Regions from separate parts of the Gossypium hirsutum genome. Here region 2 is linked to region 1. A link is a contact called in public Hi-C data. All regions are on one chromosome and are shown on one strand. Each heading gives the region's core, a stretch centred on a gene start, on an enhancer-like site or on the middle of the called end of the contact. The rest is flanking DNA. Distances are from core to core; before and after follow the strand shown.

The links. A called contact is a pair of places that touch in the nucleus more often than the background predicts.
Region 2: a contact with region 1 is called in a Hi-C map of leaf, with 2.6 times the contacts expected there. The contact joins the enhancer-like site here to the promoter of LOC107892221 in region 1. A contact is called at or near these places in 2 of 34 Hi-C or Micro-C datasets (both in leaf).

Annotation. Positions count from the first base shown.
Region 1 is chrD09:10,558,676-10,566,592 of Gossypium_hirsutum_v2.1, forward strand. LOC107892221 (glycerol-3-phosphate dehydrogenase [NAD(+)]) reads right to left here and starts at 2,778. Exons shown (of 12, transcript XM_016817235.2): 1 at 2,632-2,778; 2 at 1,784-2,522; 3 at 1,468-1,544; 4 at 1,303-1,375; 5 at 953-1,170; 6 at 755-862; 7 at 550-613; 8 at 433-470; 9 at 226-346; 10 at 91-145; 11 at 1-12. The coding sequence starts at 2,111. It overlaps LOC107892218 (pectate lyase), which reads right to left and starts at 4,901. Exons shown (of 3, transcript XM_016817234.2): 1 at 4,742-4,901; 2 at 3,778-4,657; 3 at 3,322-3,691. The coding sequence starts at 4,860. The coding sequence ends at 3,467.
Region 2 is chrD09:10,816,081-10,823,997 of Gossypium_hirsutum_v2.1, forward strand. It overlaps LOC107892209 (a long non-coding RNA gene), which reads left to right and starts at 7,273. Exons shown (of 3, transcript XR_001682522.2): 1 at 7,273-7,917. Within about 2 kb of position 3,416, at least 1 of the 9 cell types and tissues checked has an H3K27ac peak or open chromatin away from gene starts, as enhancers often do. A contact at or near this core is called in leaf, where this site is marked.

The sequences.
Region 1 (7,917 bases), core at 1,528-4,027:
TCATCAAAAGATCTGTATATAAGAAACAGTATGGTTAGAATTTGCATTTTATAATGGCAAAAACTTGTTCACCAAATCGTTAAAGCTAACCTTTTTCCTCCATTCCTAGCAAATGCCTCTGCAACTTTTCGGTTTCTTCCCCCCACTGCGACGAATGTAATAGTTTTAGAACCAAAGTAGATTAGTTTTCTCAAATAGAAGGTCTGGATATGTATGTGCTCTTACAGCATGTTGTGATGACATCAGCAACTCCGCAGCTTTCAAAGAAGGTACTATCCCTAACAGATGAAAATAACAGTTTGGAGAAAGCTCTCATCTCTCTTAGACCAATTCGCATTATCGCAGCCTAATAATTTACATAGTAACAGTGAGAAATGACGGCCAAGAATATGAAAGACTTATTTTTAAAAAAGAAAAATCATATGTAAGAACCTTTGTGTTATTTCCCATCTCAAGTCCATCCACAAAACCTGTAAGATTAAGAATTAGGATTGCTTTTAATTCATAAGTTTGTGTAGAAGGATGAAAACATGTTACTGTATTACATACCAGCTGCAATGGCCACAACATTCTTCAAAGTTCCACATAGTTCAACCCCTTCCACATCCTGGACCTGTTTGTTCGTGAAAACAGAAGGCCAAAATATTTCTTAAAATGCATTACATTCGTACTTTATGCTCTGTACCAATTCAACAATTCATGATTCTGATATTAATTAGAGCTCGAATGAAAAAAGTGTAGCAATATTACTCACAGGAGTGACCATGAAATAAGGGGTACTGAATAATTTAACCCATTGCTCCGCAATCTCTCGATTGTCTCGATATCCAACCGTTGCTTCACTGAATTTCTCCACAGCGATCTATAGGCTCAACTAGTTACTTGTGAGAAACCAATGGCAAAATGACACTGTAATTTGTATGTGAACTTCTCAAGTATATCAACTGATTACCTCATTTGCGATATTTGCCCCCATTAGAACAGAACAATTGATGCCGAGCTGCTCGGATATAAGATTGGAGATCATACAAGGGCCTTCCATTTTGACCTCCATCCCTTTAATAAGAGAAATAGCCTCAACATCTCCCCTTACTTTACCAACAAGCCTCTTGCATATGCCCTCCATAAATTGATGAGGGGTCACAAAGACCAACATGTTTGCATCTTTTACTGCAGAATTTCGATTTCAACCGTAAACATAGTGAACATCTATCCCTAACTACCCTAGCTACAAGCATTCAAGAATATAAATGAAGCAAAAAGGGTACAAGAAATGTAAAGAAAAAAGGGGAAATTGATTACCTGCATTGTCGAGGTCTGGATCCGCAATGACATTTTTGCCGAGCTTAATACCAGGAAGGTATTTAACATTTTCCTAGTGAAACAAAAGCAAGCCCACTTACAGGTTGAGAAAATCTACAAGAAAATAAACAAATGGACAGAAAATGAATGTTTTCAAGTGCTCACATTAGTTTTGTTAATGACATCTGTAAGCTTTTCATCCGTTTGCAATGTCTCCTCAAATACCCACATCCTCACTTCATCTGGATTTTTCATTAGAACAAATTGCAATTCAATTCCAAATCTAAAACCATAAAAACTTCCACTTAGTATTATCAAATCTCAATACTTCTAAACATAGTTAAGTAATCTTTTTCATCATTCCACCATATGAATCTCACAAGCTAACATCTTTGGGGAGCTTTTCCCCGGTTTCTAAATCGTTGAAAGAAACGGAAAATCATGCAAGAAACAAAAAGATGAGTGAAGGGTAGACAAATACCATGAAAAGAGTTGAGCTTGAGAGTGTTAGAAGCAATGAGCTTAGCAGCAACACTACCCCAATTACCACTACCAACAACAGTGACCTTTGATTTAGAGACAACTTGACCATCATTCCCAAAATTGTTTACAGTGTCAGCGTGATGGGGTGTTGCAGTTTGGGGTTCAGCTTCTTGGTGTGGGGGAGAGAGAGGTTCAAAAGCAGGAGCCATTGAAATGAAAGGGGAGAAATGGGAGGAAGAAAAGATGAGTGGCAATGAAGAAATGAAAGTGAAGTCAGAAAAGAGGGAGAAAGATGAAGAAGAATATAAGGGGAAATGAAAGCGCATGAGGGCGGAGATGACAGACACGTTGTCGTCACAAACAATGAAACAAAGTTATCTTTTATGCTTTCATTTGTTGAAGTTGGCGATCTACTCTATGTTGCTTTTGCTTTCTTCCTTCGGGTTTTCTTTCCAAGTCAAAACTACTGCAAGTTTGGACCTCACTTTGCAAAGTAATTTTGTAATGACATGGTTGTTTTGGCAATTTATCAGTGAATAAAAATGAAAGTGAGACCAATGAAGGCTATGATCCAAAGAACAAAAACCGTCGTGGAACTTGTCTTGGGTCCATTTCAATAAAGAAATATCTTAGACCCATTTTCTAATGGGTCAATATATTTTAGCCCAAAACTGGTTGGGTCAATATATAGAGATAGATAGGGAGAGATACTTGATATTCATGGTAAAAGCAAAGGTCTGCAAGAAGATGATATGAGATAGAAAGAAGTTTAGTAAATTGCAATTGGCATTTGCAAATGTTTGAGACAGTGACTGACTTTAATTAATCACAATGTAATAAACATACCAAAAAGCTTGAAGCTATGAGTGCATGCGGGAGATTCTGTCTTGCATTCCCACTCTACTCAAATCACATTGCGGTCTAGCTCAGATATTCAGTTTCTCCATGATTTACGCCCAAAACTTGGCTTTTAGTTGCTCCTTTTTATATGAAAATTTTCTTCCTATAAACCATTGTTTGTTTCACACATCAAAACTAGATCGCATGATTATTACTATTATTAATTTTCTAAATTAAGGTTTTCCATTTTTGGTTATTACTATTATTAATTTTTTAAGGAATACTATTACTATTATTATTAAGTTTTTATTAGTAAAATTCTATATTTTAATTTTTTTCAACGACAAAGAATAAATTAATTGATGATTAATTGGGTTTGTTTGCATTGACATTTTGGTACTTCAAAAGCAATAACTTTTTCGGTGACAATTATCCAAACGCTCACAACATTTTATATAAATACTTTTTATCTTTTTCCATTATAATTAATGCTTTGGTTTGACTTTTTATCCATGAAAGCATTTAAGAGATATAAAATATATACTTTTTATACGTTATGTAGATAAAACAAGCAAAACTCTCTTATCAATAAAGACAATCACTTTCATGAAAAAGTACACTTTAGCCACTTATAGCAGATTACATAAAAGCAACCCTAAACTGCAGTTGCATGCTTTGATCTATCAATACAGAAAATTACTACAAATTAACTGTATAGGATTAATGATTAATCCAAGTTGTGTCCAATTTCAGGCAACATGCAGAGGTCGTCGTTTCATTACATTCTTAAAAGAAACAAAAAGACTAAATTATAATTAAACTGCTAATTATAAGTTTAAAACTAGCAGTGGGAACCCCTTCTACATTTGAGTGCGCCAGCAGTCATTGTCATTGTACCCACAAGAGAAGATGGTCTAGCACTAAGGCTCGAAGCCCTAGAAAAGGTTGAAGATGCACCAGAAGCACCGGTTTGCCTGAAAAAGGCTCCATTCAACATCAAGTCTCCTTCGGATCTCCAGTTCCAGCGTTTCCATTCACTCTCTGGTGCATTCTCATGCTTGGTCACCTACAAAAATCATTACATATGGTAGTGTGAAAATGGTGATATATATGAGTTAACTCGTGCTAATGAGGACTTTGAAAATTAATTACCTCTTTCTTTGATCTATCATTGGGTGCTAGAAACCTGTTTCCTTGGCTGTTGATAGTAGGGTTTGCACTGCCACCAATGGCGTACATTTCCCAATGGGTGTAATCGTTGTTCACCACATGGAAATATCCAAGTCTACACCTTGGCATTCTTTGAATTAGACCTTCCCCGAAATGGTTAAAGGCAACAGTGACTTGCATGTTTTTATCTTGCATATAGGAATCACTGTGGCCCAAAAGCATGACTTTATCATGATGGGTCATGTAGTTGTTTGATATAGTCACGGCGGTGGATCCATGGATGACATCGATGAGTCCATCATGACAATTCGACAATGAACAATGGTCAACCCATATATTCTTGCTGCCAAAGATTGAGACACCATCACCGTCCGATGGAGTCCAATGCCCTGCATGATGGGGAGAGTCTCTTATAATTGTACTACCCCCGGGTTTACAATCATGTATGTGGATGCCATGGATTATGATGTTCGACACATAATGGATGGTGATGCATGGTCCACCCGATATGTGAACGCTCGCACCTCGACCGTCTATTGTCTTGAAAGAGTTCATCAACAATTCTTGTTTCAACGTAATCACCATATCTCTCTTGAAAATAATCCACAATGGCTCGTCTTGAATCACAGCATGCCTTAAAGTACCCGGCCTAGGGTTCACCGGGTCGTCATCGCCGGCATCCGTAATAACATAGATTCGACCATTTTTGCCTCCCATGGCATGCTTCCCGAACCCAATCGCGCAATCGGCTAACCTTTGCCGGTTCTTCTCCCAGTTCGGATCACACCTCCAACAATCATCAATGGGATTTCCTGTTCCACATGACAAGTAACCCAAGTTCCTCCTCGAAGCATTGATACTCCTGCAAATGAAAACATACCAATGCATATATGTACACATTAATCTTATACAATATAAACATTGTAAGAGTATATAAATGAATTACTTGTGAACTTCATCAACAACAAATTCAGGATCTTGAACTGGCGAGGAAGAAGCTAGATTTGGAACAAGGAGGGAAATGAAGAGAATGTGAAAGATATATGAAAATGTTGACGATCCCATTTTTGGAATAGTGATAAAGTGGGAGCCAATGGAGGTAGTGGGGTGGCTAGGCATCGTACAATGTGGGGGACTTATATAAAGGGTAAAAGCCGAGAGGTAAGGCGTGATTAAGCTAAGCAGGTGGGTCCAAATAGCAATTTAAGGGTTTAAATTTGTTCAAGTCTTGGGGAGTCTCGTATGGGTAGTTTAAATCGTTAATCAGGCGTCAACAATTTCAGACACATATTAATCAAAGTCAATTTTATTGAATTTATTGAGTCTACTTTGAGTTTGCAATTCATCACACTAGGCATAAAAAGTGTCCCTTTAATGGCCAGCCCTTCTTGCCATTAGGGTATATAATGGAATCCAATAACTGAATCATGTTGAGTTGGTTAACCAAAACGATTTAAGAAATATTATTGTATTTCATTATTTTCTTTAAATGTTAGATTTAGTTGAGAAATTTATAATTTTGGTTGGATTTGAGTTTTGAATATCGTAAAAGTTTGACATTAGTCCTTGTGGATTTAGTTTATGAACTTTAATTTAGTCAATTTTAGTCTTTGTATTTTTTAAATTTTAAAATTTTAATCTTAACCTAACGGTAATAGTTAAATTCTACTATTAGTCTTGTACTATGTTTAAAGTTGTAGATCTAGTCCAATTCCTCCAATTTTTATACAGTTCAAATTTTAAAATTTTTATCTTGACTTAAATGACAACCATTAATTTTATTAATTAATTTTTTGTGAGTAATGTGCGCAAATAGTAAAATTACATAGCATTACATATGGAATAGTATGCTTGTTACATCAAATTTTAGAAATAACATCATATAACTTAATAAAATTAATAGCTATCATTTAGTTATAACTAAAATTTCAAAATTAAAAAGAGTACAAAGACTGAAAATGACCGAATTAGAGATGTAGGGGTTAAATCCACAACTAATGCATGGTACATGGACTAATAGCATAATCTAACCTTTAAATAATGAGTATACTTATTTGAATTTGAAGAATATTATAATGGACTTCGACTTTTTATTATATTTTAAAATATATGAATTTGATTATTAATATTAAAACCCATTAAACTTAACATATTTTAATTCACTCTCTCGAATGATTCGAATTATTTTCTTAATTCGATTTTAATCAATATTTTGTCGAGGAAAGAACTAGTTAAAGAAACCATCAAACTTTCCAATTATATCCATAATTTGCTCAACAAAATTAATGGAACATGATTGGATCATGTTTTGCCCAACACTATTTCTTGCAAAACTTGAAATTTTTGGACGGGTTTTTTTTGACTTACTAACATGTCATAGAAAGCCAACTAATGAAGATATGTACATACATTGTACCCTTTTTCTCATTGTTCCTTAATATCAGCTAAGGATCTTATCAACATGTACGCTAGTAAGGATGAAAATTTTGACTTTAAGATTTAATATTGAGTTTTATTTATTTGAATCGTGATGATCATTGTATGGAATATTAATGGATGAAAAAGTAATAAAATAGATTTTGACCCAATATTTTAACATCTTTTGATGACTTCCCCAAAATTAAGATAGTCATACAATATTTTTAAGATAATTAATAATATTTCCTAATTTAACAATTAAAATAAACAATTAAAACTTATTTCTTACCCTAAGAAAATGACATTGAAATTGGGAAGTGGCAATTGGAGCTATAATGGCCTACATGTATGTTTATTTTATACAAAAATAGGAGGCTGAAATTTGGACCTCTAGTCCTTTACTTTATTTATTTATTTATTTTATTAATTAGAGTTATAATAATAACTACAAGTAACTAACATTCCTTTATTGTTTTGGCCTATGATTCTATATATGGTTCTTGCAGACCTAATATATTCAAAACGATATCATAGGTTTAACCACACTTAATACGGTATATTTATCGAAATTAATTTATCAGAATAATATTTGATGTATCATTAGTGTATAAGCCTTATACATTATCAATGAATAATAATATAACATATTATTATTAAATTAAAAACTATATATATGAAGAACTTCTAAAAAATACTAATAATTTTATTGAAACATAATTAAACATTAATTGTAACTATTATAAATAAATATTAATAACTCACGGATTTAGGGATCTTATTTTTAAGGGTTTGGAGTCTTGAGTTTAGAGTCAAGGGTTTTAAGCTTAGGTTTCAAGGTTTAAGCACTTATTTATAATTAATTATTATTTAATTATATTTAAATAAACTTATTAATATTTATTTATATGCCCTCCACTATTTTTTATTTTATTTAATGATGAGGTGTTATGTTATTATTCATCGATAGAGCATGGAACCTATGCATCGACAATGCATCAAATATTTTTTCCTATATATTTAGTAATTTTATTTTGTATCAACTGAGCCTATGGTATAATGGCAAGAATTTATCATTAAAATGAATTTTATATATCATATTTTAAAATTGATCCTTAGATACCCATACCTTTCCCTTATAAAATGAAAATATAATATTTTATCGATCGTCAATTTAGGTAGCAGAGAAAATGACAGATGAATTTTGACGGCCAAAACTAGATACCCAACCCCTCACCATCAAGTGGGTTTCACGGTTTTCGTGGACATGGTGAGTAAGGGGATCCACAATGTTGCTATTAATGAATTCTTTAGTGCTTATGATGAGGTCGTTCACATTTATATATTGGAATATAGTGTGCTTAGTGTAGTGATATTTTCTATATACTTGTAGTTTTTTTTATTAAATTAATTTAATAAAATTCCATCATTATTATTAATATTTTTTTTTGTATAATGTTCTCAAATAATTTTCGCAAGAAAAACAAATAAAAAACAAATATTTTTTCATTGATTATCTAATATTTAACTAATACTAATTTACATTATGTGATTAAATTTGTAACACCCTAACTCGTGTCCGTCACCGGATTAGGGTTATGAGGCATTACCGATCAAAATACAACTAAGAACAGACATCCATTTCAGTTTAAGTACCAAATAATATATTCATTCAATTCTATTTATCTAGTATAAATTTAAATCAAA
Region 2 (7,917 bases), core at 2,166-4,665, 260 kb after region 1:
CGTCAAGCCCACCAATTCGGAGCTGACCTTATATTTTTTTCAACATTTGTTCTTCAGCACATGATGTCAAGCCATGATGAGATGGGCACTATTACTTTCCGACTTGGCGATACGATGCACTATCTGAGCGTCCCGGAATTCAGAGCTACTTTAAGACTCTATACTGAGGGGTTCATAAATGCCGAGGGGTTTCTCACTTTATACCGGCACATCCATTATTCGTCGTCTCTATGCTGGACACAACTTATGGCTAGTACAACGTCTTATGACTCGAGTTAGTTGAAGGTGACTTCCCTTCTCCGACTTTGTGCTATATTCATGCCATATTGGTCCACACATTGACCAATCGAAGAGAGAGTACCGGGTTTGTCGGTACATTCGACGCATATTTATTTTGGAACATGGTGATGGGACACACCTTGATCTTGCCAACTTCATCACCCTAGCTTGTCGCCATCAGACAGAACGCAATAAGAAGGGTCCTATCTACTTAGGCCCTTACGTGACTCACCTCGCATGACATTCTGGCCTCCTCGACACTCTGAAACAGTCCTCCTCCTTCATACTAGTTGGATAGATGTCCTCGTAGGGGTTATCGAGTATAAGTCAGATGAGGATGATCGAGCGACTGCGTGGACTAGATCCTCCTCGATACCGATTATCTTATTCCGACCCTCAAAATGAGCATGCGGACTTTATTGATGATATCTCTTTCCATCATGAGGATCCACCTCATCATTCACCTTAGAGTCACCCTACTACTACTCCTGTTGTCGCCCTAGTGGACCTCTCCAAGCGGTTCACTCGTTTCGAGCAACACTGTTTTAAGCGGTTCAACAGTATTGATGTGACCTTGTAGTAGATCTTTCAGTATTTCCACATTTCTTCTACAACGCCGGCGCCTCACGATCCCGATGACTCTCATGATGAAGATCATTAATCTTATTTATTTTCTTTTCATTTTCATTTTCTTTTTGTTTTTAGTTGTTTTTTTTATTTCTTTGACTTCTTTAGTTTATTTTTCTCTCGAACTCTATTTTTATTTTTATGGTTGTTTCTAGTTGAGTTTGTAACCTCTTAATCTTCTTCCTTATTTGCGTTTATTTTCTTATTAGTTTGCTCGAAACCATGCACTACATTTAGATTTGCCTACAATTTCGGTTTTCACTATTTTGGCGATTTCATCTATATTTAGGGCAGTTTCAGCTTTCTCCCTTTCTTATGATATTCTGCTTATTCTATGCTTATATTTGTTTGTACATTGAGGACAATATATGTCTTAAGTGTGGGGAGGTTATTTATATTACTATTATAAAATCCCTGAATTATTTCTTATGTTTAAGTAATTTTCTCATACTTCCATTAGAGTGAATTGTTTTCAATTTGGGATTTTTAATGATGCTGTTTTGGAATAATTTGTAGATATTTGTGCATTGGTTGATTTAAAATTTAAGACATAGAGAGTCAATCATGATGAGTATTTTTCAGAAATTAAAAATTTTAGGTTTTTCCCTGAATTGTGGTATTATCTTGAAGTTTTAAATTTGCAAGTGTGACATCAAAACCATGATTTTTTGTGAGATTTTGAGCCTATAAAGCATACATTTTTCATGCTCATTTTATTATTGGTTATGAGTGTGTCAACTTGATTTGTTATTCTAGAACGTGCTTCGATTATGCTTGTCGAGACCACACCTTTGATTTGATATACTGAGATGATAAAGACACTTAGGTTTTAACCCACTTAACCTATAAAAAACCTGCCTATTGAATTAACCCTTAGTGAACCCTGTTGAGCCTAACACACATTTTCTTGATTAACCCGTGAATGTTAACTCATAACCCATTTTTTTTCGTTGTGAATCTTTCCAGTTTTATTGACCCCTTTTTTGTTGAGATTTGATTTGGCTAGTTGCCTAACTATGCTATTTGTTTGAATTGCTGAATTAATTCTTATTGTTCTACTTCAAAAAATCGAAAAAAAATATTGATTAATTCTTTGTTAATTGAGCTTGAATAGTTAATTTCATATTTTATTGAGAATCTCCTTTTTATTCTTGAATAGTATTGATTGATGCACTTTCTTTTAATTCAACATTTATTTATTTTTTTAGTTTGGTAATTTATCAACTCGATCTCGATTATAACCACTTTTTCTAGTTGTTTTTTTCACACCCTTAACCTAAGCCCCATTATAACCTCTTAAAGACTTTTTGATTAATGTGTCATATCATTTTATAGTGGTGGAAATTTAATTTTCAAGCAAGCCTATGGAAATTTAATTTTGAGTGAATATTTATTGAACCTTAAACACTTTGAGTGCTTTAAGTGCTTTGAGTGAATCTTTAGTGAGGATGTCAATTCTTGTTGATTGTGAATTAAAAGTAATTACTTAAATAAGGGGAGACACCTATGTTTTCATATTTTAAATAAATTAACTTTATTAAATATATATAATTTATGTTTTTTATGAGTTAAAATTAAATTAATTTTATAATAAAACTATTAAATTAATCATAGATACTTAGAAGTTTATTATTTAAAGGATAAATATTTGGTACACTGACAATATATTTTTATAAGACACATGTCAATCCCTAACCCTACTTATGTATCAATTTACCAAATAATATTCCTTATTTAATTTTTTTTTTGAAATTTCTAAATCGCACTTATCAAAGAAAGTTTAGAGTTAACAAAAAAGGAGGCATGTATACATTAAAAAAAATGCATGTAACTTTTTTAGTTTAAAGCTTTCTAAGATTTTGAACAAATCTTATGTAATTAAATTTTAAATATAATTACTTAATATTTTTATATTAAAATTATCAAAATTAACAATGTGTTTTTAAAATTTTAAATATTACTCACTTAATTATTTCTTTATTTTTACTGGTAACAAATTTTTTTTTCTTTTTCTTTTGTTAACATAATTATTTCTTTATTTGAAAACTCTAAATTGCTTTTATTTATTTAGATTAGAATAAATGTTATAACAGTAAAAATCAAAATATTTCATCAACGAAAAAGTTAAAAAAACTGTTAACCAGTAAAATTTAGACAGTAATAACAATCATTTTTAAAATATAGATAACCTATTAATTTTTTGATATTTTATAGGGACAAATATAGTGCATAACCGATTGAATAAAGTCCTATGTAGTGGGAATATTATAAACAAAAAATTTAATTGAATTAACGTTTTTCAAAACATCTAAATTATCATAAAAATTTTAGTCCTTAGAGTTGATTTCATAAAAGAAAGTAAATTTGGCGATGACTTCTTGGTTTGGGTAATCTTAAATTTGTTTCTTTAATTTTAGTTTTCAATGAAAAGATTGCATTAATCCGAGGGGTGAAACTGAACTCGTTGATGCAAAGCTTGTTTTTGATTCTTTGGTCTTAACTGGGCCAATCATGGCACACATATATAGGCCACTTCATCCCAATGAATCGGGCCTAATTTAAATAATTGGACCCTCCCTACTCTCATCGTAATGTAAGAAGTACACATAATATATACACCTACGTGTATGTATAGATATACAAACATATCATCAATGCATATTTTTATTTAGGGTAAACTAGTCACCCAATTATTATTAAGATTTGTTTAGTCACCAAATCATGAAAAATTACAAAATAATTATTCAATTATTTGATTTATTAACTACGTTGATTGGGTGACAGAAAGATAATATATGACATGATAATAAATTTAATTCTCAGCGTTTGCATATTGTAAATGTATCCAGTTAACGACAATAAACGAAACTTGCTAACTTTCTCAAATTGGCTTCTAGATTTTTTTATCACATTGATCCTTATGGTCAACACCGTTAGTTTTTAAATATTTGGGTGATGTGGCGAAATTAGGATGTGACACACGGACAAACAAGAAAACAACAAGTGTCTTCCTCTATAATTATTCTAAAAATTGTAAAAAAAAAACTTCAAAAATTTTAAAAAAAATTGTTTTAGAAAATATAAGAAATATATATTATAAAAATTCAAAAAATTAATATATAATTCAAAACATAAAACAAAACAATTAGTTAAAAATTCAAAAAATATTTTAAAAAATTCAATAAAAAGAGAACATATTGTTAAAATTTTATAAAATTTAAAAATTAAATTACAAAAATATTGATCAGTCAATTTTTTGAATCGTTAAATATTTTTTCATTTTTCTGTAATTTTCTAAAATTTTAAGTATATTTTAATATTATTTTTGTAAATTTGAACTGTTTTTTCAATTATATATATTCAATTTTCTTAACTTTTATAACTTGCATATATTACTTATATTTTAAAACTTATTTACATTTATTGAATATATATATTAGAATAATTAAATAGGAAGAAACATGTTGCTCCCCTGTTTGTTCATGTGTCATCATTGTGTTTAGTCATGTCACTCAACTGTTATAAAATTAATGGTGTTAATCATAAATGCTATCTTTAGAGGTTAATGTGATTCAAGAAGAATTAAGGACTAATTTGAAAAAAATTTACGAAGATCATGAGCCAATTTATATATTAAACTAGTTATTTTTTCATATATACTACCTTTTAGAGTGCAAAAGTAAATGATAAGGGAAAGATTTGGTTACTACATGGTTAAAATTCATGCGTTTACATGTGCGGAATAGAGGGTCGATCAAAAGCCTTGCTATTAAGTCTACTCTAGATGTGAATTAAAGTACTTTAGTTGTCCAATAGACCTGACAGTTCGACTTAATCCCAATAACTATTTTTTAATTAAAAAATTCTTCATATTTATATTAATTCTAAAATACATATTAATAAAATATTTTTAAAATTTTAATATCAAATGAATGATGAATTTGGATAAATGAATTAAGACAAATTTAAAAAGAAACCATTTTGACAAGAAAAATATTGAACTATGACTTAACTCAGGGCCAAGTCGATTGTAATATAATAATAAAAAAACTCTTCTAATATCTAAGTTTTACCCTTGAAAAATGTCTAACTTCTAAAATTGAAAAGTAGCTATGGAAAAAAGAAGCCAATATTATCATTAAAATTATTGGGAGTTAAGTCAATAGCTAACTATTGCTTAGCTTAGTGTATGTTGTCTTAGAATCCCTAAGATTTTATGTTTGTTTGAGAGAGATGAACCACTCTATGGCCTTAATGTACAAGACAAAAGAAGAAGGTCCTTTTTTTCTTACCAAAATGAAGAAAAGTCAAGTTTTGTAAATGATAGGAACACTTCAAAATCTTATCCCGTAAATAATTTAGTAATAAGTAAACAAATAAAAAACCCATGAAAAGGTTTTTATATAAAATAGTACTACTACTCCTATCTTGTGGGGCTTATGAAATTTGAAAACTCCTAATGAAATGTCCCACATAGATATGGCCATAGCTGTGCCATTCAGTCATATGGTTTTGGTTGTTTCCTCCCATACCTATAGTCATTTTTTCTTCCCTTTTTTAAATCAAAACCATACTTTTTTTTTTATAACGGAATACCAAAGAGAAAATAAAAAGGAAAGCACTTAGATCAAGTCATTAAGTTTACCGGATACACTCAAATCTAGTTTCTCTCGTTCTCACATAAAACATAAGAACAATCATCATCTAAGATATCATGGATAGAAAAGAGATAAGTAACAAATTTAAAGTAGTTCGACTATGATAAAATCGCCCACGCTAAAAAGAGAATTACTTTATATAAATCCAACAAAAAAAATAATTGAAAGCTAAAACTAATGTACAGACACACTTGTCAACAATCTAAATCCGATATATCAAAATAAGTATTTGAAAAAGCATACCATAATTGTCTACAATCAATTACCAAACCAATATCATCCACATGCAACAACTTAAGCTAAGAAAGAGTCTCACCAACCTATAATATGCATATATATTTTAAATCTTTATGTTTCCTTCAAAACCCAAATTTTATGCCTATATATTTTAAATCTTTATGTTTACTTCCATTTACATGTGAAAAAAAGAAGAGACTAAGGCCTGCCCTGGCAGCTTCTGATTTGCTCCATAGATATATTCTTCAATAAAGAAAACGAAAACATATAATATTATATTATGTTGGAGACATAAAAGTTAACCCATCAAGAAATTACTTCTCTCCGTGACCTAAAATTTCCAACTCTTTCTCATAGGTGTCATTAGAGTGCTTCGAATAAGTTAAAATATTTTCGAATTATTTAAATTTAATTTAATAAGTAATACCAATTCAAGTATTTTATTAATAATTTTGTACTTAAATATTTGTCATGTCCTGGGTTTAAATTTTGTTTTTAATTTGATATTTTTTTTAATCCTCAAAGAACAATGGACAAGGCAATGCAAAGAACACGTAAAATGTATAGAGAAGAAAACAATATGGTAATGCTTGGCAACGGAAATTTCATTTATTTCTGTTTTTCGAATTTTCTAAAGGGAAAAGACAAATTATTATAGCTGTCAAGAGTGGTATTTTATTTGCAACAGCGAAGCAATTTGTAGTTACTAGATATTATCATATTAAAAACAAATAGTGTTGCGTATACTTTATAAAAACATGTATATATATTTTTCTGTTAAAATTTGGAAAAAAAAGAGTTAATTTCATTAAATGTCCTCCAAGTATGATTCGAATTTTAAATTGGTCCCTATTGAAAAATATGGGAAGACTAAAGAAGTGTCTAAAGGAGTTATTGGAAATTTATTGAACCAAATTGCCTACTCCTTGAACCCTTGCGGCAAAATGACTTGTTTTCATATTTGTGTTATTGGAAATTTATTGAACTAAATATTTGGGATGTGTTGACACTACACCAAAACAGGTTTTTAGCGGCATTTTTAGTGGCGTTTGGACAAAAACGCCACTAAAAATCAAGCATTAGCGGCGCTTTTTAGAAAACGCCGCTAAAAATAAGCATTAGCGGCGTTTTTCAAAAAGCGCCGCAAAAAACCTAAGCCCAACGACGCCTTTTTTTAGTTTTGAGGGGCATTTAACGGCATTTTTGAAAAATCGCCGCTAATGCTTGGGCCTTTAGCGACATTTTTAAAAAAGTGCCGCCAATGCTCGGGCCTTTAGCGGCGTTTTTTGAAAAGCGCCGCTAATACTCGTGCCTTTAGCAGCATTTTTTGAAAAGCGCCGCTAATAATAATAAAATCTAAAATTTCTCAAAATGACGCCGTTTTAATAGAAGAAGTTAAATTTATTAGTGGCGTTTTCGAAAAAAATGCCACAAAATAGACATTACTTGTGTTTTTTTATAAAAACGCCACAAAAAAAATTTTTTCGCGCCGGATTCATCCCAATATTTCCCCCTTGAAACCCCCAATTTCACTTTTAAAAATTCTCCGCCTAGTTGTGTTGCTCCTTCTCTCGTACAAACTTCACTCTTGTTTGTTTAATTTATTTCAATTTTGTTTTGTATAAATTTCAATTTCATTTTTACATCCGCCGCTGCAAGTGCAAATCCAAGGGCTACCATCTTTCGATTCCAAAAATTTTCCTTTTTCTCCTCGTAGATCCTTCTCCTGTTCATTGTTCTTTTTTCATTTTTCATTTCATTTCAGATTTTTTTTAAAAAAATTGTTTTTGAATAGTGTTTTGGTTCAGTGAGGAAAGCGCCGAGCTTTGTGGTAGTCAGATCTGATGGAACCATGAACTTGGATTTTCATTCTTGGGATTTTCATTCTTGGAATTTTTGTGAGTGTTTCTGTATTAGGTTTTAAGAAGCCGAACTAATAGCCTTGCTTAGCAGCAAGCACTACATACCAACGCCAGCTGAAGATGGAGATAGAGAACTAGAACCCTTTTCACAACTTTCCTTCCCTCCCCACTTCCAGGTTTGCCCATTTTATTTCACAACGACTCTTTGATTCGTCATTGCTGTCAATAAGTAGCACAAAGAATTTAAATTTTCC